Linked DNA regions of Mus musculus: all the other regions are linked to region 1. The links are chromatin contacts, called in public HiChIP or PLAC-seq and promoter capture Hi-C maps. All regions are on one chromosome and are shown on one strand. Each heading gives the region's core, a stretch centred on a gene start, on an enhancer-like site or on the middle of the called end of the contact. The rest is flanking DNA. Distances are from core to core; before and after follow the strand shown.

What was found. Promoter capture Hi-C pulls out the DNA fragments that hold promoters and counts their contacts. HiChIP or PLAC-seq counts read pairs in DNA pulled down with a chosen protein or histone mark.
Region 2: an H3K4me3 HiChIP or PLAC-seq map of embryonic stem cells shows a contact between it and region 1, with 7 times the contacts expected there. The contact joins the promoter of Pkd1 here to the promoter of Syngap1 in region 1. A contact is called at or near these places in 1 of 39 promoter capture datasets (embryonic stem cells) and 1 of 115 datasets of contacts at active chromatin or transcription factors (embryonic stem cells).
Region 3: a contact with region 1 is called in a promoter capture Hi-C map of liver, with 3 times the contacts expected there. The contact joins the promoter of Cmtr1 here to the promoter of Syngap1 in region 1. A contact is called at or near these places in 2 of 39 promoter capture datasets (hippocampal neurons and liver).
Region 4: a promoter capture Hi-C map of pre-B cells shows a contact between it and region 1, with 2.5 times the contacts expected there. The contact joins the promoter of Fgd2 here to the promoter of Syngap1 in region 1. A contact is called at or near these places in 2 of 39 promoter capture datasets (liver and pre-B cells).
Region 5: a contact with region 1 is called in a promoter capture Hi-C map of the 3T3-L1 cell line, with 4 times the contacts expected there. The contact joins the promoter of Mapk8ip3 here to the promoter of Syngap1 in region 1. A contact is called at or near these places in 3 of 39 promoter capture datasets (the 3T3-L1 cell line and liver).

Annotation. Positions count from the first base shown.
Region 1 is chr17:26,938,102-26,942,541 of GRCm38.p6, forward strand. It overlaps Syngap1 (synaptic Ras GTPase activating protein 1 homolog (rat)), which reads left to right and starts at 3,149. Exons shown (of 19, transcript NM_001281491.2): 1 at 3,149-3,417. The coding sequence starts at 3,351. Cuta (cutA divalent cation tolerance homolog) reads right to left here and starts at 1,437. Exons shown (of 7, transcript NM_026307.3): 1 at 1,350-1,437; 2 at 1,216-1,267; 3 at 783-991; 4 at 626-685; 5 at 471-516; 6 at 317-366; 7 at 1-75. The coding sequence starts at 1,257.
Region 2 is chr17:24,547,992-24,551,906 of GRCm38.p6, forward strand. It overlaps Pkd1 (polycystin 1, transient receptor poteintial channel interacting), which reads left to right and starts at 1,959. Exons shown (of 46, transcript NM_013630.2): 1 at 1,959-2,486. The coding sequence starts at 2,272. It overlaps LOC115488769 (a long non-coding RNA gene), which reads left to right and starts at 2,493. Exons shown (of 2, transcript XR_003952238.1): 1 at 2,493-3,915.
Region 3 is chr17:29,657,996-29,661,944 of GRCm38.p6, forward strand. Cmtr1 (cap methyltransferase 1) reads left to right here and starts at 2,600. Exons shown (of 24, transcript NM_028791.6): 1 at 2,600-2,776. All of the region lies in intron 7 of Gm28043 (predicted gene, 28043), which reads left to right. Gm20161 (predicted gene, 20161) reads right to left here and starts at 334. Exons shown (of 2, transcript NR_167666.2): 1 at 150-334.
Region 4 is chr17:29,359,297-29,363,479 of GRCm38.p6, forward strand. Fgd2 (FYVE, RhoGEF and PH domain containing 2) reads left to right here and starts at 1,618. Exons shown (of 16, transcript NM_013710.4): 1 at 1,618-1,861. The coding sequence starts at 1,797.
Region 5 is chr17:24,935,032-24,938,834 of GRCm38.p6, forward strand. Mapk8ip3 (mitogen-activated protein kinase 8 interacting protein 3) reads right to left here and starts at 1,946. Exons shown (of 33, transcript NM_001163449.1): 1 at 1,506-1,946. The coding sequence starts at 1,823.

The sequences.
Region 1 (4,440 bases), core at 1,899-4,398:
CAGTGCAGGTACGGGGGATTTCCCTGCTCCACAGGCAGTGCAATCACTTCGGCCACTTCATAAGGGTGCACAGATCTGCGAAGTGATAGGGCGAGGTTATTTGGACACCCAAAGATACACCCCCTAAGACACCAGCCCTGGACTCCCCAGTAAGTTCCACCACACAGTGTCCACCTCAGCGCTTGGGGGAGGGGAGGCGGGGAGCGGGGTTTCTTCTCACTCAGTGGCAGAGTGTTTGCCTGAAATACTCAAGGCCCTGCCTGGTTCATCCCCCAGCCCCACCACCACCACCAAAAGAAAATCTCAAAGTTCTTACCGAACAAACTCTGTCAGAGCAGGGACCAGGGAGCTTTGGGTTTTAATCATCTAAAGGGCAAAGACAGACATAGTTCAACCAACGGGGTAGAGAACTGGTGTCAGGAGAGGGCCAGAGTTGTCAAAGGAGCCAGGCAGGGGGGGAATTTTCTCACCATCAGCACCTCACTATCTTCCTCGATCTTTCCTTTCCATTCATAGCTGAAGAGGTCAGAGAAAGAAGGGAACAAAGTCTTGGGAAAGGAAGATTTCTCCCAGAAAAAGCTCTCAGCCCCTCCGGGTAGATTTCCGTTTCTAACTGACAACTCACATGGATGTGATCTGCGGGATGAGGTTGACGCAGGCTGCCAGACGCTTCTCTACCACTGCCCTGAGGGTGAAGCGAGATCAGAGTGTGCACGACCCGGAAACAGCACCCTTCCCCTAACCCCAACGCTCTCTCTAGGTCATCTGGCCGAGGTCCCCACCTGGCGATCTCCTTGGCGACTTTTTCGTTGGGACAAGTGACAAAGGCTGCAGAGACTGATCCTGGAACGTAGCCGGAGCCCGAGGCCGGAGGGGGCTGGGACGGAGGGCTTCCAGAAGCCATTGACAGCAGAGCTCGGGGTAGCAACAGAAGGCGGGAAGCCACCGGCAGTAGCGCTGGCATCCAAAGAAACGACAGGAGCAGAGTGGCCTGGAGCAGGGGGGAGGGCGGATTCAGTGTCCCCACAACTGCCCCAGGAAATTGCACCTGGGCTGCCTTCTGGGGCAGACACCAAGCCTCTGCGCTGCCTTTTCTGCACCAGGAAGAAAAAAAAAAATGTCCCTGAAACTTAAAAGAAACTTGGGACAGCTCCTCTGTTCCGCTGCAGAAGCTGGGTGAGACTTCGAGACCGGAAAAGGCGGGGCCAGACTCACCCCTCCGCCGAGCAAGACGCCGGGCGCCCGCCCCCAGTTCATGCAGCCCGCGCTGGTAGAGAAAAGAAGAAATCAATGGCCGCTCATTGCACGGACGAAGGACCCCGAGCCCCGGCGGAGCGGCCGCCTCTTACCTGCAGTAGCCACGTGACGCGAAAACAGTGTGCACCACGTGACAGGAGCAGCCCTGCCTTCCCGGAGTCTCCAGACCTGGCCAATCCCGGCCCTCAAGTGGCCCGGTAGCCCCGCCCTCTTAAGTGGGCGTGGCGTCGAGCCCTCCGACCAATCGGCAGCTTTATCTGAGGTCGTGCGCCCCAGCGGCCCGCCCATTTCCGTGAATCCTCAACCGGTTGCTGGCAGGGGAACGCCGCTGCGGCGACCCGCCGTCACGTGATGAGGCCTGTCCTTTCAGGCGGCGCCGCCTCAGGAGCAGCGAGCGGAGGCCAATTGCTGGCCGGCCTCGCGGTCCACGTGACGTGAGACCTGGCGACCCGCGCTGTCGCTGCGTCAGGCTGGGGCCGGGGAGTTGTCCTGAGCTCCGGAGTGTGCCTAGTAACAGCCCCCCTCCCTCCCCGCGCTGACAGGCAGCCTTGGGTGGGGACAGTTCCCCCCACCCCCCGCCACCGCCCTTGCGTTAGCACCGAGCTGAGAAGCCAGCTGTCCCTGGGTAGGGGGCAGTGATCAGGCAGGCTCAGACCTGGCACTGCCGTGGCTGGGAGAGGAAAGACACCTTTTCAAAGCACTGGGTGACACCTGTAAATGGGCTAGTGGGTGATGGAAGATACCCAGAGCCCAAAGCTTCGGACAGAGGCTGACAAATGAGTGGAGAGGAGAAATGAGAGTTGCAAGTTAGAGTTCAGAGTGTGACCCTGTTCTTTCCCCCTTGCTGACTCTTCTCCCCAGGACTGGCCCACCTCTCGGTCTTGGGTCTCCTTACCTTCATCCATTCCCCCAAGGAACCAGGACCTGCCCTACATAACCTCCCTGGAGCCTAAACACATCCAGTGACCCAAAAATGGAGAGGGGACCAGTGAGAGGACAGAGAAGAGGGTGGAGACAGCAGGAAAAAGGGCCCTGCCGCCCAAATATTAGCCCTCCCTCCAAGGTCTGGGGTCCTTGGCATGGGTGGCTCCTGTTAGGCTTCTGCATTTTCTTGAGTTGGGGGGGGGGTTCTCAGAGATCCTTGTGTGTGTAGGTGAGGGGTTGGGGGTCCAATATTTGGGTCCTGTGGGGGTGGGGGTCCAATATTTGGGCCCTTCCTAGGGTCTGGGTTACCTGGGGAGTTGTTTCAGGAAATTGAACCTCGCAATCGGTCACTAACTCACATCTTTCAGATGTAATGTATTTTAGATCTCTATGTGGTCATCTTCATCTTTGGGTCAGCCGAATGTCTCCTCCTTCATCCCCAAGTTTGCAGTTTCTTTGAGATACGAATGTGGGGTTTCTTACCTCTAGCTAGATTCTAAAATTTAATTCTGGCCTGGGGCACTTTCTAATATTGGCTTCATCTTTTTCTTTGGGTCTAGGTCTCTGTTTTGGGTCTCCCAAACTACAAGTCCAGGGTTCGAATAAGATTAACATGGGTCTGGAGAACCTTGCTGACACTAGAGTCTCATATTCTGGTCCCTGACTCCTTTCTTTAATTTAGGGGGTGGGGTCTGAGCTCAGAGGTCTCTTTCCTTCTAGATTTGGATCTGTGAGACCCAATTTGTTGAGTATGGAGGTGGGGGGGGGGTGAGGTGGTGAGTATCTTTCTCTGGGTCTGGGGTCTGTCTGAGGGTCTTGGGTCAGCTTCTACGGGACTTCCCTGGTGTGTATGAGTCAGGGGTCCCTCGTTCTCTCCTTTTCCGGGTCTCCCTGGGTAGGGGTGGGGGCTGCAGTCTCTCCCTCCTCCTCCTGCTCTCTCTTCTCTAGCTCGCTTCCCCCGCCCCCCCTCTCTCTGCTGCCGCTGCTGCCGTTGGCTCTTATTCTCCTCCTCCTCCTCCTCTCTCCTCCTCTCTGCTCCTCTCCGCTCCTCTCTCCTCCTCTCTCCTCCTCCTCCTCCTCCTCCACCTCCTCCTTCTCCCCCTTTCTCTCCCCCTCTTTCTCTCTTCTTTTTCTCCCCCCGTCCCCCCGCCCCCTCCCCCTCAGGCCTGATGAGCAGGTCTCGAGCCTCCATCCATCGGGGGAGCATCCCCGCGATGTCCTATGCCCCCTTCAGAGGTACGGTGGTGGTAAGGGGAGGGGAGGGCCAAATGGGGGGGCAAGAGGGGGAGGGGCAGCGGGCGGGGGAGGGCCGGGGCCACCGAGGGGAAGGAGCGGCTGAAATGGAGGGAGAGGGGAGGGTCGGGAAGGCAGAGGTGGGAACAGTGGGAAAGGAGGGATTAGAGGCATAGGGGTAGGATAGAGGGGCTGGGACACGGGCCTTTTCAAGGGGGCTGAGGGGAAGATGATGGAGGGGAAAGCGCGTCAGAAAGGGATGAGAAGGGAGGACTGAGTTTGGGGAAAGGCTGCAGAAATGGTTTGGATTTGGGAGCAGAGTGAGGAAGAAATTACCAAGGAAGTAGAGGCATGGTCTTGGGAGAGGGTAGGGGGGAAATGAAAACACAGGCGGCATGAGAGACCAAGAAGGTGGGAAGGGAATTTGGTGAGGGGCTCAGGGTGGTAGGACTTAGGAAAAGAGAGGAGGATGGAGGGAGGGAAGGGGCCAGATGGAGAAAGAAGGTGGCAGTGGGGGGGTGTGGGGGGTCCAGATGGAGGGAAGAGAGGAGAGAGAAAAAGGATTGGGGGAGGGGACACCAGAGAAGGGGGAGGATCAAGTGGTTTTTTTTTTTTTGGTTTGGGGGGGGGGATGCAAGTAAGATTGAGGGGTGGGGACAAGGGCCAGATAAAAATCCTGAGGGTAACTGGCCCTCATTAGGACTCTGGAGAAGTGAGATGCAATCCCTGAGTCTCATTTGCTTTCTTAATCGCTTTGACCCCTTCCCCCACCCCACCTCTTCTTTCCAGTCCCCCTCCCTGCCTCTGCTGTCCATCACTTATATCTTTCCCCCCATATGGTGTCCGTTTCTTATATGAGTCCCCCTTCTGTTCTTCCCCTGTATTGGTCCCTATCTCATATCTCTTCTCTTTCCCTCCCTCTCTTCTAATAACTACCTTAATACACCACTGCTGCTCCTGGGCCCCGTGTCTCAGATCCCCTGACAGGTCTCTCTCACTCCCTCTGCCCCATGTTGGCTGAAACCT
Region 2 (3,915 bases), core at 709-3,208, 2.4 Mb before region 1:
ACACACATGCACACACATACTAACATAAAATTGAGATACGATTCCCCAAGCGTGATATCTAGTATTGTTTTTAAGAATATTTAAGCCAAGCCTGGTGTCACTACTCATTAATCCCAGCTCTCAGGAGGCAGAGGTAGGTAGATGATCTCTGTGAGTTTAAGGCCAGCCTGGTCTACAGAATGAGTTGTAGGACATCCAGGACCACTATACAGTCAAACCCTGCCTCAGAAAATTAAAAAAAAAGTTATGTTTTTTGTATGGGTATTTGTTATTCTCATCCATGAAGGAGCTGAGAGAGGTTAAAAGGGTGTCCTTGGAAGTCCTGTGAGAAATTAATTAAGTAGTCTGGTCAGGAGCTTTTAGGAACCTCTCACTCTAGAGTACTGGCCTGAGAAGCGCATGCTACCATGCATGCTCTGTGAGTTGGTTTTGTTTGTTTGTTTGTTTTTCGAGACAGGGTTTCTCTGTGTAGCCCTGGCTTTCCTGGAACTCACTCTGTAGACCAGGCTGGCCTTGGACTCAGAAATCTGCCTGCCCCTGCCTCCTGAGTACTGGGATTAAAGGCGTGTGCCACCTCACCCGGCTTCTGTGCGTTTCAATATATTTAATAAGGCTGTTCATTCACTCGTCTAATTACGGAACAAACATGCTTATTGGCCCCAAAGAACGTCCCACCCCTTTCCTCCAGTCTCAAGGCACTCATCAACTTCCTGTCTTTGTGGACTTTTCTCTCCCTTTTTAATTTAATTTTTCTTTCCCTTTTTGAATATTTCCTGTGTAGTTCTTGGTATTTGGACGTCTAAACATTTTTTTCAAGGATTACTCCCCGGTGCTATGGTTGGAGTCTTTTCTCTCAATTTAATTTTGTCTTTAGCTCCTGCGCACAAGGATCTACAGTACCTGGAGACTGAAGCCTGAGATGGAGCTGCTTGGCGGGTGGGCGGGTGGTACAGCGTCTCCCCAGCACCTCCGCAGGGTGGTCTGCGCGGAGTGGTGGAGGGCACGGCGCTAAACTGCACCCACTCCAGGTGAGCTCAATCTCATGCATCACTTCTGAGCCTCTGCAGCATGCTCTGGCAGAGGTCCATGATATGACGCAGCAAGTATTTATTGACTCAGGTCGGCGGTACTCTCCAGGGTCAGAGAAGACTTGCGAAGTGGAAGCTCGCACAGCTGGCACCCAGAAACTGTAGGTCGCAGGGTTTTTTGTTTTGTTTTGTTTTTTTAATTTATTATCAGTGTAGAGCGCATGCTATGGCCAGGGTGTTGCGGCCAGAGGACAACTTTGTATAAGTTGGATTTGTGTACGTGGATTTCGGGAGAGGACTCAGCTGATTAGGCTTCCTTTATCCGCTAACCGACCCCCCACCTCCACAGGGTTTCTCGGTATATCCCTAGCTGTCCTGGAACTCACTCTGTAGACCAAGCTGGGCTCTGAACTCAGAGATCCACCTGCCTCTGCCACCCGAGTATTGGGATTAAAGTCTTTGCCACCACCACCCAGTGCTGAGCCCTCTCTTCTGCACCTACTAGTGTTTTTAATATTGTGACTGTTGATTGCAGAAGGCTAGGAGCGAAGAAACCTACTGACTCCAAGAAGGCCTCAACAGCCAGAGGACTTCAAGGGGGAACTCGGGAAAGCAGGGTGAATAGCCATAAGCTCTCCAGCCGTTGTGGGTAGGGGACAGCCTAAGCGGGCAGCTGCTCAAACCGCAGCCTGACTCGGGGCTCGAAACGCCGCAGCAGAGGGGGCGGAGCTTCCTCCACCTTCAAGCCTGGTCTGCAGCAGACCCAGCGGTGCAGAAGGCGGGGCCTCCGGAGGACTCCCCTCCCGTGAGACCCCGCCCACCAAGGCTCACGCTCACTGGGCGGAGCCTCTGAGGGCGCCCTTCCTTCAGGCCCCGCCTACTGCAGGATCTGCAATGAAGAGGGCGGAGCCTGTGAAGGCCTTCTCTTCATCCAGTCCCACCTACAGCCAACTTGGAAGCGCAGGGGCGGAGTCTGAGGGCGCCCCGCCCCACGCCGGAGGTGGGGGAGGAGGAGGAGCTGGCGCTGGGTCTGCAGTGCAGCGCGAATGCGCGAGCAGGCGGCCAAGGCCCTGAGGTGCGGCCTGCCCCAGAGCGCTGAGCAGCTGTCGCACCGCAGACGGGCCACGGCCGCCGCGGCATTCAGCCCCGTGCCGCACCATGAGGTCCGCGGGCCCCTCCTGAACTGCGGCTGCCGGCGCAAGGGGCCTCGGGGAACCGGGGCCATGCGCGGGCTGCGCTGACGATGCCGCTCGGCGCGCCTGCTCTCCTGGCGCTGGCCCTAGGCCTGGGCCTGTGGCTCGGAGCGCTGGCCGGAGACCCTGGGCGCGGCTGCGGGCCTTGCCCGCTCCCCTGCTTTTGCGGCCCTGCGCCCGACGCCGCCTGCCGCGTCAATTGCTCCGGCCGCTGGCTGCAGACGCTAGGGCCGAGTCTGCGCATCCCGGCTGACGCCACCGCGCTGTGAGTAGCTGCGCCGAGGCAGTGCAGGCGGGCAGGCGGTTGCCATGGCGGCGGGCGGCCTGGCTAGAGCATCATGACTGGGTCCGGCGGGAGCAGGGCTGAGGTAGATAGAGCCCTTCTGGAGCTTTGCCGGGCTGTCGGCCGCAGAGCGTGGGCGCGGTCCTGAGCTCGGGCCGCAAGACGCAGCGGGGCCTGGCCGCTCCTAGGGCGAGGCTCCAGCAGGGATGTCGGCCCGACTAAATAAGGAAAACCTTGGACCTCAGCCGGCGTGACCCAGAAGAGTAGCCAAAAATCCCAGTTCCTACGAAGACTGACGTTTTACGTTGCGGGGCTCCTCAAACAGGAGCTACAACAGTGCGTGGGGCGTGGTAGGAGGTTGCGGAATAAACGTTAATTAGAGACTAATTGAGGTGTATCCTGGGGTTGGAGATTTCTGTTGGGGCTCAGAGCTGGCCTCTAGGGGAAGAGTCTCGACAAGAATTTTATGGATGTGTAAGAATTGACTATGTTTAAGGGACAAAAGGTTGGTCCAGCGGCCTGGCCTGAGGTTGGCCACACATAGTGACTGCTGGAGAAGTGTTAGGGAGTAGAGGGTGTGATGGATGTGGGCCTCTAGTGGTACTTAGGGAGGGGAAATTGCCAGGAGGGGTTAAAACATTTGCCATTTCGGCAGTTTTGCCTTCTGAAAGTAACAGGCAAATCTCACTGAGAGATCAACATCTTGAACCAGGCTTAACTAGTCTCTTTTTATAGATTATCACACTTAATTCTTAGTCCAGTTCTCTGGCGTAGAGCCAGACCTCTGTTTTACAGGTGAGGAAAGAAGCTTGGAGATGCGATGTATTTTCAAGGTATCACAGCCTAGACATCATAGCTTAGGTTTGGACCTTTGCAGTGTTGGCAACCAGGGTTGGATCAAAAATGTTAAGAGGAGATTGCAGACTGCAGTAATTTGTCTCAGGATTAACTGATTCCAACCGGTTTTTTTTTTGTTTTGTTTTGTTTTGTTTTTGTTTTTTTCCCCCAAGACAGGGTTTCTCTGTATAGCCCTGGCTGTCCTGGAGCTCACTCTGTAATCCAGGCTGTCCTGGAACTCAGAAATCCGCCTGCCTTTGCCTCCCGAGTGCTGGGATTAAAGGTGTGCACCACCACTGCCCGGCTGATTCCAACCTCTTAGACTTCCTGGGCACTTCAGCCACAGTAGTTCTTGCTGCAATTCCCTCAGGAACTTGTTAAAGTAGAAATGGTCCCTTTCACTGGTTTTTATAATGGGCTTGGTGACTTCACCCTAGTATGGAGCTGAGATTTGGGTTCCTATGATTGTGTTCCTTGACCACTGTAGCATTTGTGGTGCAGCTGTCTCTGGAGATGGATCCCCTTTTGCTATCTAATAGGATCCACAGAATTGCATCTGATCCAGATTTATGGA
Region 3 (3,949 bases), core at 1,350-3,849, 2.7 Mb after region 1:
CCATTGTTTCAAGCGAGACCATAGGGATGCGTGGTAGGTACACACAGTATAACAAGAATTCTATTTTATTATGCTGAGGGTCATCACACAAGATTCACACTCTAAATTCCTAACTATGGTCCCAAGCTTATCTCCCCAGGGCTGCTCACCTGTTGGACATATCCTTGCTGAGGGTCAGTTCCAGTCTCTAACAGAAGTCTCTGATTCGATGGTCAGGATCCTGGGGGCGGGGGTGGGGGAGACTCTTCAGCTAAAGGGAAGATCATGCTCTCCAGATGTGCAGGACAGAGCATTACTTTCGGTCTCTGCTTGCATACTGTCCAGTAGATGTCATGGAGTTCTAGGACTGTATGGTTATCTTAAGTGAGTGATGTCACTGGGTTCTGCTTATCTGGGACAGCCTTGGGTGTAGAAGGGATCCTGACTAAGCTATTTTTACTTATCTAAAATGCATATTTTACTATCATCACTACATTCAAACTGGAGGGGTAAGTGGTCATTAGCATCATGAAGGGAAATGATGGTCCATTGAGAGAAAGCAGGGAGAGAAACCCTAGGGACAAGGTGTTTGAGAAAGACGGCACCAGGAGGGTGAGAAGTGATGGGCTAGTAGGACAAGGCTGAAGGGCTTTGAGGCCACCTAGAGAACATTGGTGTCATCCTAAGAGCAGTGGGAAGTCACTGGCAGGGTCGAGTCACTGATGGGTTGCCATAGGCTCACACATGATAATACAAACAAAGCTTCAAACAGAGGTGTTTGGAGACAGGCATCATAAGTTGGAGATTACTGCAAAAGCTTTAGGGGTGGGTAAGAGAGGGAGAAGGAGGGTTGGAAAGGGGGAGAGGGGAGGGGAGGGGGAGGATGAGGTATGATAGGGTAGGAGATGTTTACCTGACAAGTAGAAGGCAAACTTGAACTCAAGTCTCAAGTGCATTGTTGGCTTCAGGGAAATGAAGAAAAGGTAAACTCATCAGATCTCTGGACAAATAAACAGACTGAATCATATAGCGCCAGCCACCTGGGAAAGGGGCTGCAGAGATGGTTCAGGGGTTAAGAGCACTTACCGCTCTTCCAGACCTGGGTTCAGCACAGCACCCACAACTATCTGTAATTCAAGTTCCAGGGGATCCGATGCTGTCTTCTGGCTTACAAGGGTACTATATGCATGTGGCATACATACATACGTGCATGAAGGACACGCATACACATAAAATAAAAATAAAATCCTTTTTTTTTTTAAAAAAAGCAGCATTATGGGAGAACATATGTTGACATTTGAAGTCTCGGGGTTTAAGAGACAAACGCAGCTGAGAATGTCCAACAAAGTTATATTGGTCTGAAAATGGGAAGAGGAGTTAGAGTTACAGCCCATCTCAGTGCATATGGTCAAATGCCACAGATGCCATTATTTCTTTTAGTCTGAGGCATTGAGAATCAGATCTAGGATCTGGTGTGTACCGGACGAACAGTCTTGACACTGAGCTATGCCTAGTCCAATGTTAAATATGTCCTATGGAACAGGAACAGGTCTTTGACCTTGGCCAGTTTGTGTCTCTGACTGTATTCTTTTTTGTTGTTGTTGTTGTTTGTTTTGTTTTTCGAGACAGGGTTTCTCTGTGTAGCCCTGGCTGTCCTGGAACTCACTTTGTAGACCAGGCTGGCCTCGAACTCAGAAATAGGCCTGCCTCTGCCTCCCGAGTGCTGGGATTAAAGGCGTGTGCCACCACGCCCGGCTCCTCTGACTGTATTCTTAAATCTATATAATGACGATACTGTAGTAAGCTACCAAACTAGTTACGCCATGTTGTGAAACACTTTCTAGGATTTTTTTTTCCCACTTTCCAAGTCAGGGTCTTACAATATATCCCTGGCTGTCCTGGAAGTAGCTATGTAGACTAGGCTGGCTTCGAACTCACAGAGATATGCCTGTCTCTGCTTTCTGAGTGCTGGCATTAAAGGTGTTCGACACTACCACCTAGCTCCTAAGAATACTTTCATTGCTAAAACTATTTTGGGCAAAAATTCGTCTCCGGTCACTTCGACCAGTCATTAAATCTTATGCTAAACTGGTCTCTTGATCAGCCATAAATTTCTATACCATGTGATTGTGATTCTGACCTAAAGGTTAACTGCCTGACCATTTAATTGTTATCACTCTGCTTCTGAAAAGAAAAAAAAAGCAATGTTTGCTTGTTGCACATGTTTGGAGCTGCCTTTCTGTATACATCACAGTTGCAGTCCTTGTCTTTAAAATGTCGAACAAACTGGAGGTCCGAGGGTGCTTCCCGCTCCTCTGCCTGAGACAGCCCCACCGGTGGTAATAAATAATAAAGACTCCACATGATTTATTAAGACATCTTGGGAGTTTTCCTTCTTCAGGTAATCCATAACAAGATGAATAAACTGAGGTGAAGTATTGATTTCCCTTCTTTAGGGCGAGAGTAGACAAGGGTTATTTTCCTAGTGGCTTTTCTCTGCCCCCCCATTCTTTCGCGGTCCCCCTTCCGCGCAGGCGCCTCGGGTCCTGCGCGCTGTGCGACCTGGGCAGTTCCCCAGGGCCAAGCCTGAGCCCAGCGGGGGCGGGGCTGGCGGGCTCGTGACGTTATCAAGCGGCGCCGCCCGCGGGGCGGGTTCCGAGCGCGACCGCGCAGCTAGCCGGCCCTGCGAGGAAAACGAAAGTGAGGGAGGAGGAGGTTGCAGGGCCAGCCTGGGCGGCGACAGTGGCGGCCTGGTCCCTCGTCTCCGCTCGCCGGCTACTCGCCCCATCCCCTCAGCGTGAGTGCAGGCGCGCGGCCCCGGGGGTGCGAGCGGGCGGGCGCACGGGCACAGCATCCTTCCCCTGCGGCGGCCGCTTTGCCCGCTTTCGGGTAGCCTCTCTCTGCTCCTGCCCCCTGTCTTGTCCCCAGCAACCTCTCGGAGCCGAGGTTGCCGCTGCTGCTGGTCGCCGCGCACACAGTATCACACCTGACGTTTCCAAAGGAGAAGCTCCGTCGGGGAGATGGCGTTCCCTTCTTTCCCCTCTGCATACGGGGGTTAGCAGCGCTTAGAAGTGCCTGGTCACAGCGCGTCTGCCATTGTAGGTCACTCGATAGCCCTTTGGCCTTCCCCTGGCCGAGGAAATGAGAGGATTGGCTTGGATTCCCTGCGAGGCCCCAGTCGAAGGTGCTGTGGTGGAGGGGGACGTTCGTATCTGCCGCCTTGCCCTTCTACAAAGCTGTTTCCTGTTCTCTCACTTGCCCCATCGCAGACCACACTGAGTTCCCAGTGGCACCCCCCACCCCCGCTTCACCCACACCCACCGGGACGACTTAAGAGTTAAATGAGACCCATTTTATGTGCTGTGAAGCCTCAGCGATGAGCTTTCCAGTAGGCTCACCTATCTGTGATGTCAAGTAAAAATGTGGCTCCTCGGGCCTGGCTTTCTGTTGGCTCAGTCGCCTGGCTTTCCTGCTTTCCTCTAATAGGCACTGCTACTGTCACTTAGGAAATTGCCACCTGAGATTGGGATGATCGTACATTGGGTCCACAGGTTCATCCTCGGGCTGGAAATACGGAAACCTTTTGCTAGGTTTCAAGGGGAGGGATTGCTATATCCCTTCAAATTCCATTACTTTCTTACCTCGACTGCTGATGCTCATTCTCCCTCCACCCCAGCAAATATTTTGAAATAAGTTGAACTGGCTCTGATTTTCATAGACAATATTGAGTATCAGTTCATAGTCAAAACAACACATGGTCTTAAAACTATATGTCTGACTCAAACGCCAGAGAAGTCTGTTCTTGTATCCCAGCGTCCCTGTTCCCCAAAGATACCAGTGTACCTCCAACTTTTAAGTCTTTTCTCTTTTCTGAGTTCTTTGAATACACTACTTTTCCTGAAGATTTTGTAATTTTTTTTTGACTTTTTGAGACAGGGTTTCTCTGTGTAGCCCTGGCTGTCCTGGAACT
Region 4 (4,183 bases), core at 368-2,867, 2.4 Mb after region 1:
AGGGGACCCTGAGGATGGAGTGCATGGAGGTCACCCTCCAGGTTCCCTGGGTCTTTGCTGGAGTCATAGGACACTTACCTGGGCTTCAGAAATGGCAGTTCTTCCCCTGTTCTTCCTGGGTGACCTCAGTCAGGTGTCTTGACTTCCATTGGCCTCCATTTCTGATAAGGGAGCACACTGTGTAACACAGCTATGGGAGTGAAAGAGAGGAGACTTGTTAGCTCTAACCCATAGGGGCTCTCCAACCCGGGCCACTAGAGAAATATCAACATCATTAAGACAAAAGCATCCAAAGAGGTGTTGGGGACCACAGGACCCCTTCCTGCATATCCTCACAGTCTGTGGGGTTTTTTGTTTTGTTTGCCCTATTTTTCTTTTTTTTTTTTTTTCCGGACAGGGTTTCTCTGTGTAGCCCCAGCTGTCTTAAAAGTTACTCTGGAGCTGGGCGTGGTGGCGCTCGCCTTTAATCCCAGCACTTGGGAGGCAGAGACAGGTGGATTTCTGAGTTCGAGGCCAGCCTGGTCTACAAAGTGAGTTCCAGAGCAGTCAGGGCTACAGAGAAACCCTGTCTTGAAAAAAAAAAAAAAAGTTACTCTGTAGACCAAGTGGGCATCAAACTCAGAGATCTGCCTGCCTCTGCCTCCCGAGTGCTGGGACTAAAGGTGTGTGCCACCACCAGTTCAGCTTTAGATGTTTTTTTTAGGGTAGGAGTACAAGAGATACAGTGTGTGTGGGTTGGAGCCCAGAGGCAACCTGAAAGAGTCTGCATTTTGGGTGGAGAATTGGTTCAGAGGTTAAGAGAACTTAGAAAGGACCTAGGTCCCATTCCCACAACACCCTCTTCTGACCATTGTGGGTACCAGGCACGAATGTGGTATAATAGACTCACACAGGCCAAACACTCATACACATAAAAAATAAAAGTAAATAAAAAGAAAGGAAAAGTCTATTTTTTTTCCACCATGTGGGGCTCCAGGGTTAGACTCAAGCTGCCAGGCTTGGCTACAAGTACTCTTACCCCTGAACCATCTCAAAGCCCACCCCATCCGACCCCATTTTTTTTTTTGAGACAGGTCTCACGTAGCCGAATCTGGTCTTATACTCATTACGTTGTCAAGGAAGAACTTGGACTTCTCCTCTCAAGTGGGTGCCATGGGCATGTGCCATGATACCCAGTTCTACAGTGCTGAGGATAAAGCCCTGGGCTTCCCGCATGCCAAGCAAGCATTCTCTATCAGCTGAGCTACATCCCCAACCCTGTGGTCCATTTTAATTTAAAAGCTGTTTTTCCATCAGCAGTGCACAGCGCCAGATGCAAGGAAGATGCTGAGAATGGTACTAAGTAAAACATCCCTGAGCCGTCCCCTTTCCCCCCATGCAGAGAATTGGATATCCAGGAAGCTGCTCATCCCAGGATCCGGCTCCAGAAACGTCCTGTGACCACTGTTGCCACAGCCCGTGCCTTCTCTAACAGGACTGGGTAGAAGTATCTGAGAGGTAAAGGTCAGATGCCAAGAGGGCCGGGCAGTACTTCACAGGCTCCTCCCACAGCAAGGAGAGTTTGACAGGCTCCTCCCACAGTAGGGAGTGCTGGCCTCTCTTCCAAGCTACTGGGACCACTTCCTCTTTTTTCACTCTGAAGATAGGAACTGCCCCAAGGCAGTCAGAAGCGATGGGCAGATTCCAGGCTGTGGTAGACCTGCTTCACCCGCTGGCCAGGGAGTGCTGAGGGCACCAGCCTATTGCCTCCCTCCCTGCTTCTGGGGTAACTGAGGACCACCTTGCAGGCTAGCAGGATGGAGCGAGCCTGTGAGAAGCAGGACTCAGTGTGCAACCTGGTGGCTGTGTTTGAGAACAACAGGTACAGATGGTGGGGGAGGGGTCGAGCCCTTCTATCTGATCTGGTACTTTGGGGCAGCACCTGGGGTCCCTCCATCCTGGGTGCCTGGCAGTACAGGCAACCACTGCTCTTGTGGTAGTAAGCTGGACAGGGTGAGCATGGGAGATCTCCAATCCATGCACACACACATCCCACTCACACCAGGACACAAATGGGAACAGGAAGGCGGGACACAGATGGAATGTGGCTGACTGGGACAAAGCAGAGCCATGCTCACCAGGCCTCTCTCCTAAGTTCCTTTCTATACCTCAGGGCTTACTCTGATGGCCCTAGGGTGTGACTTGTTTGGTTCCCATCATAGGGAGAACAGAAGAGGGGACACAGGAACTAGCTTCTTTGAATTTTGGGGCTGTGCTGGCACTTGTGTCTGAAGGGAAAAGACAAAGCCAGGAGTGGGAGGGGTCCTGAGTGGCCTTGGAGGGGCGTGAGTGTGAGACATGAAACCGCTTTGCAGGCCTGTGGTTTGGGAGTGCCTTTGGTCCTCTGGAAGCAGATAGAGGTTGGCCTCAGGAGGCTTAGGGGGAAGCTGTGGGGACCTGAGAGACGAGGGGAGGAGGGGCAGGTGGAGGGAGGGGCTGAGCCCTGGATTGTTGTAGAGGGTTCCAGAACCCGGGTACACCACAGTGAGTCCCCATGCCTTCAGCAGCTAGATGCTGGGTAAAGCAGCACTCTTACATGAAGATAAGGAGTCTGCCACCAGAGTCCCCAGCCCTCGGGAGCCACAAGAACAAAGCTTAGTGCCTAGAGTTCTGTGGAGGATGCAGGGGTAGATTTCTACTTGTGATACAAAGTTCCGTCCTTCTGAGACACCAGGCCACAGGCTTTAGATGCCCTGGGAAGGCCTCCACGCTGTGTTGTGGGCCTGCAGGCCATGCACAGGAGGTGCCTGGGGCCTCCACGTGGAAGCCCACATTCACCCCTGCAGAAGTTTCACTTCCTGGGTGAGCAGCCTGACTCTGCCTCTCCAGGAGCTTGGCTGAGTGCATCCTATTCAGCACCTGGGACAGCTCATTCCCACCGCCCTCTTGGCCCACCACACTCATGCTGGAGGGGGCGTAGGCTCATGTAGATGCCAGCCCTTGGGCTACTGAGTGGTGTCTGGCTGCACCTTGCAGGTAGAGTAGCCATACAGAGGAGTGGGTCACTAGAAGCGTGGTCAGGAGTGTGAGAGTCAGGCTCTGAGCAAGGGGACCATGCAGGCGTCTCTCTGTGGAGCCCTTGGTGCCTAGCTGATCTGAAACTGAGGGCTAGAGAGGAAACAGGCACAGGCCTGAGTGCTTAGAAATGCAGAAGCTGAAACCAAATGTACAGGAGAAAAACCTGAGACTCAGCACCCTCTCACCCAACCCCCTCTCCCTGGCTGCAGGCCCTGAGGCCAAGGAACTCCATTTTCTATGTCTGGAATGGGCCACCTCGGTCCTTCTTCCTACACCAGGCCCTGTGACCAGGACAATCACCTCAGCTCTCTGGGTCTCTCTGTCCTTGACATCAAGAGGAAAGACAGCTTAGCATGGAGGTTTGGATGTCAGCTGCCCCTACCTGCCCCACTTTCAGGTTCCCATCCTTTCTGCCTCAGTCTCCACATCTGCAGCATGGACGCAGGGACATTCTTTCTCATCGGGTTTGGAGGCTCGGTACCTGTCTGGCCTCCGTTTCCCTGTCTGTCTTTCTCGAGGGGATGCCTACCCAGCGCTGTCACCCTGGCTATCTCCCTGCACATGCCTGGCTCTGGCAGTGTGGGTTTCTCTGGCCTACAAAGGACTGGTAAATGCTGCACAGCAAAACTGTCCTGTGAGGGCTGAACCTGGGGAACAGGGACCCTGCTCTGCAGGATGGCTTTGTCCCCTGGTAATTGTGTGAAGGCCATAGGCATCCCTGAAAAGGCCCAGTTTCAGCATCTGAGTCCCTGCTCTGAATTACTCTCTGGCGCCCACCTTCCCTTGATGTATCGGGAGAGATACAGAGATGAAAGCAAGGGGGAAGAACATAGGTGGGCGTGATCCTGAGGGAGCCCCTGAAAGATCTGTGTGCCAAAGGAGGGGTTCTCTCTAGATGTGTTTGCATTTGAAACAGGGAAGTATGTAGTTCCCCAGAGAATAAAATAGGCCATAATGACTCATTTAGGGACTGATGGAGTTCCCTCCCAGAGGACACTCAGAAGGATGCTGGTGGCACCTGGGACGTGGCTCTGTTGGTAGAGCACTTGCTTATCGTGCACAAAACCCTGCCGCCCCCCGCACCCCCCTGGCCACACCATGTAAGCCAGACGTAGTGGTTCATGCA
Region 5 (3,803 bases), core at 696-3,195, 2.0 Mb before region 1:
TCTTCCCAGAAAGCTGCTGACAGCTCAGATTACCCATATCTGACTAAGCTTAAACAAGCAAAGTGCCCGGGACAGCAATTCTGCAGCACAACTCTGCATGCAGTGATGCATCGCTCCGGGCTATTACACCATCTCATCACCCATCCCTGTTTAGAAAAGGAAACTGTAGTCTTTTTACAGAACTGAAGATAAGCATGCAGGTCTTTCCACAGGAGCTAGGATGCTGTTTACAGTGTTTAGTCCCCCTTCAGCTTTACCCTCACTGGAGGTCCCTCCAAGGGCATAAATGGGCATTTAACCCCGGCTTCCACCGGGCCAGTTTGGCATCTATTTACTCATTGCATTGCTCAGCTTCCTTTCAAGAGCTGGGTCTTCTGCACAACCTAAGCCCCACGTACACTCACTGCTCCGTCCAGCTTGTTATTAAGCTGGAAGGCAGAGGCATCCTCCCCGGGGGACAGTGTCAACACTCAAGCAGAAACCATTTTACAAGGATGTAACTTTGCCTTACCACAGTACACCTTCATTTTCTTCTTTTTCTCCACATTAGTGATCTTGACTATGTAAGTATGGAGGCAAGGGGAAGAAATAATACCCAAGTCCTTTGCCAATGTATCAAAAGTCCCCAGAGAGTCAGGGCTATGGAGAGTGGTATCAGGCACAAGACAACTCCAGGGCAGGTCTAGAAGGACCAAACACTGCAGACTTCTAGGGTACTGCCCCACTAGGCAGCAATATGAACCCAGAAGGTAAGGCTTAAGCTGTTGCCAAGGTCTACCCTGTTACTTGGCCTGTCCTTTTGTCTGTGGTCAGTGTGTGACCTTGATCTAGCCCAGACAGTTTCTGGAGCCAGTTCCCTGTTTCTGAGGTCACCCAAGCCCTCCTCACATCCTTTGAGGCTTTTGAATCCCCCCATATGTAGAGAACTTGATTAAGCCAGTTATGTGGTGCCCATGCATTCACAGCAAAATCTTGACAATCAAAAGGCAAACCATGGAAAGTATGAATGATTCAAGATAAGCAAAGCTTTTATCCTAGCTGTGATGCAGGGCCACTAACTTAATAAGAAGCCAAAATATCAAGATCGACTCTTAATTTCAATAGTAGTCTCTAAGACTGTGTCAAGTCAACTTCACTTAAATGGAATTTAACCTCATATAAGAAGGCACTTCCCATCATAAACCGAAGAGCATTTATTTCTAGAATTGTAGAATTCTGGGCTTTGTGATTCTAGGGCAACTTGCTCCAAAGACGGGAAGGAATAAAACCCAGAGCCAGCAGGCGGCAGCCAAGGTCAGAGGACAGCAGGAATGGGGGCCCATGTCTCCCGGACTCTGCACAGGCTGTGCTCTAGGTCCCAATTGGATGGAGAAAGTGGCACTCCCAGCAGCATCGGCATCAGCATCAGCATCAGCAGCATACTGCCGGCTGAGCCGAGCTGGCTGCTCCACGCTACCCACACCGTCCCTCACCGTCCCTCTCCGCGGCGGCCGGGGCCCACGCACCTCCTCGGCCTGTTTGCGCAGCGCCTTCTCGCGCTCGTATTGCGTGAGCAGCTGCTCGTTGTCCTCGCGTAGGAGCTCCAGCTCCACCTCGTGCTCCTGGTTCTCGCTCAGCACCGAGTCAAGGTTCTCCAGCACGTTCACCACCAGCGGCATGAGCTCCTTGACCACCTCCTCGTCATAGCAGTGAATGAGGCGCTCGAACTCGCGGTAGATGGAGCCCGCCAGGCCCGACACACGCTCCGACATGACCGAGCCCGAGCAGTAGTCGTCTTGGTACACCACCACTCCTCCTCCCTCGTCCATCTGGATCTCCATCATCGCGGCTACCGCCGCCGCCGCCAGCGCGGCTCGTTCCGGGGCCCGAATCCACGGGCCGCTGTCACCTCAGGCAGCCGCTACCTTAGGACGTGCCGCCGCCCAGGCCGCGCCCGTCACTCCCTTGCCGGAAGTCCCGCCTGGCTGCGGGGGTGGAGCCCCATCCAGTTCCGCCCCGAGCGCCTTGACGCTAAAGGAACGTTTCCGGCTGCGTTGCTGGTGGCTCTTGAGGACGTAGCTCAGTCTGATTGGAGTGACCTGGATGCTTCTCTATCTCTGTCCTGTTTGTCTTCAGACCTTTGTCATACATACTCTGGCCACCCTCAACGTTCACGCGACATGTGTCGCTTGCCCTGTTTCTGGTTGTTTCCCGCTCTGCTGGTTGCTTAGTTCCATGCAGTGCTTCATTTTGCACAGGACACCAGGTTCTAAAATCCTTATGTGTGGCGGTACTTTTGAGACAGAAATATAAAGCGAGTCGATCTATATGTGTTCATTTGCTGGGGACACCATGAACCTGACTTTGAACTACTTGCTTTTTTTTCCTCTTTCTTTTTTTTTTTTTTTAAATTTATTTAATGTATTCACCGTTGCTCTCTTCAGACACACCAGAAGAGGGCATCAGAACCCATTGTAGATGGTTGTGACCCAACATGTGGTTGCTGGGAATTGAACCTAGGTCTTCTGGAACAACCAGTGCTCTTAACCACTGAGCCATCTTTCCTGCCCTTGAACTACTTTCTTGCTTACGTGGTTTTCCCGGTCCCCAAAGCCTTCCAAGGCAGCTCAGATTCACATCCTCTTAAAAAAAAAAGTTACTTGTTATTTTATGTGTATGTGTTTGGTTGTATGTAGACTTGTGCATCACACACATTCCTGGTGTCTGTGAAGGCCAGAAGAGGGCATCTGAATTGGAGTTAAGAAGGTCAGTTGTGAGCAGCCATATGGATGGCCAGAACTGAACAGAGGTCCTCCCCTCTAAGAGCAAGTACTCTCAACTGCAAGCCACCAGATCTTACTCTTAACCAACACAGTCCTTCTTGTAGCTGAAGTCCAGAGCACTTAAAACATTCCTCACAATTTCATATGCAAAGTCTTACTGTGTAGCACTGGCTGACCTGGAACTTGGTATGCCTGGCTTCTGCCATTCAGTATACACCATTACCTGGGGCTATACTTCCCTCATCTTTCCAAACACATAGATAAATACCTACTCTAAGAGATTGTTTTGTAACATGCCTCAGACCTTAGCACAACTCACTCCATGATGGAAGTCCAATTCAGGCTGTAAAACTCGGCATGTAGATAGCACCACCTGCCAAAAGAATGAAAACAGACCCAATCCCTCAGTGTGGATAGTTCTGAGAAAGTCTCTAAATTCCTAACTTTGCTTTTTGGCTTCTGTAGTTCTGCCTCTGACTAACTGTTCTTGTTAACTGAAGCATGCCAACCCAGAACATGGCTTTGCCCTTAAAAGCTCATCCTGAGAAAGGCTCAAGGCCTTTCTTGTTTGAGATCCTAAACACCCAGTGTACTCACCAGCCAGCTAATAAAGACTTTCCTATTGGCTTAAAACTATGTCAGAGCATTCTTCCACGGTGAACACCCCACAACATTTTCAGGTTGCCTGAATTTTGATACTGATTTAATTTTTCAAGCCTGCAAAACTGAGCCTACGTATTATATTATCAACCAACTAGGAAAACAGGCTGACGAGAAGGGGCATACTGCAGTAGCACTTGCAGTGACTGCTACCCGAGCCAGTTATTAGTATTTACTGTAGATGGTGTTTCACTTGTATGTGCCCTGTGCCCACAGAAACCAGAGGAGGGTGCTGGACGCTCTGGAGCTGGAGTTAACTAGGGGTTTTGAGTGTCACGTGGGCTCTGGAAATAGCATCTAGATCCTCTGGTAGAGCAGCCAGTGGTCTCCCCACAGGTCCAGTCCCACCGGAGTTAGTTTTTAATTGCCCAAATGAGGAGC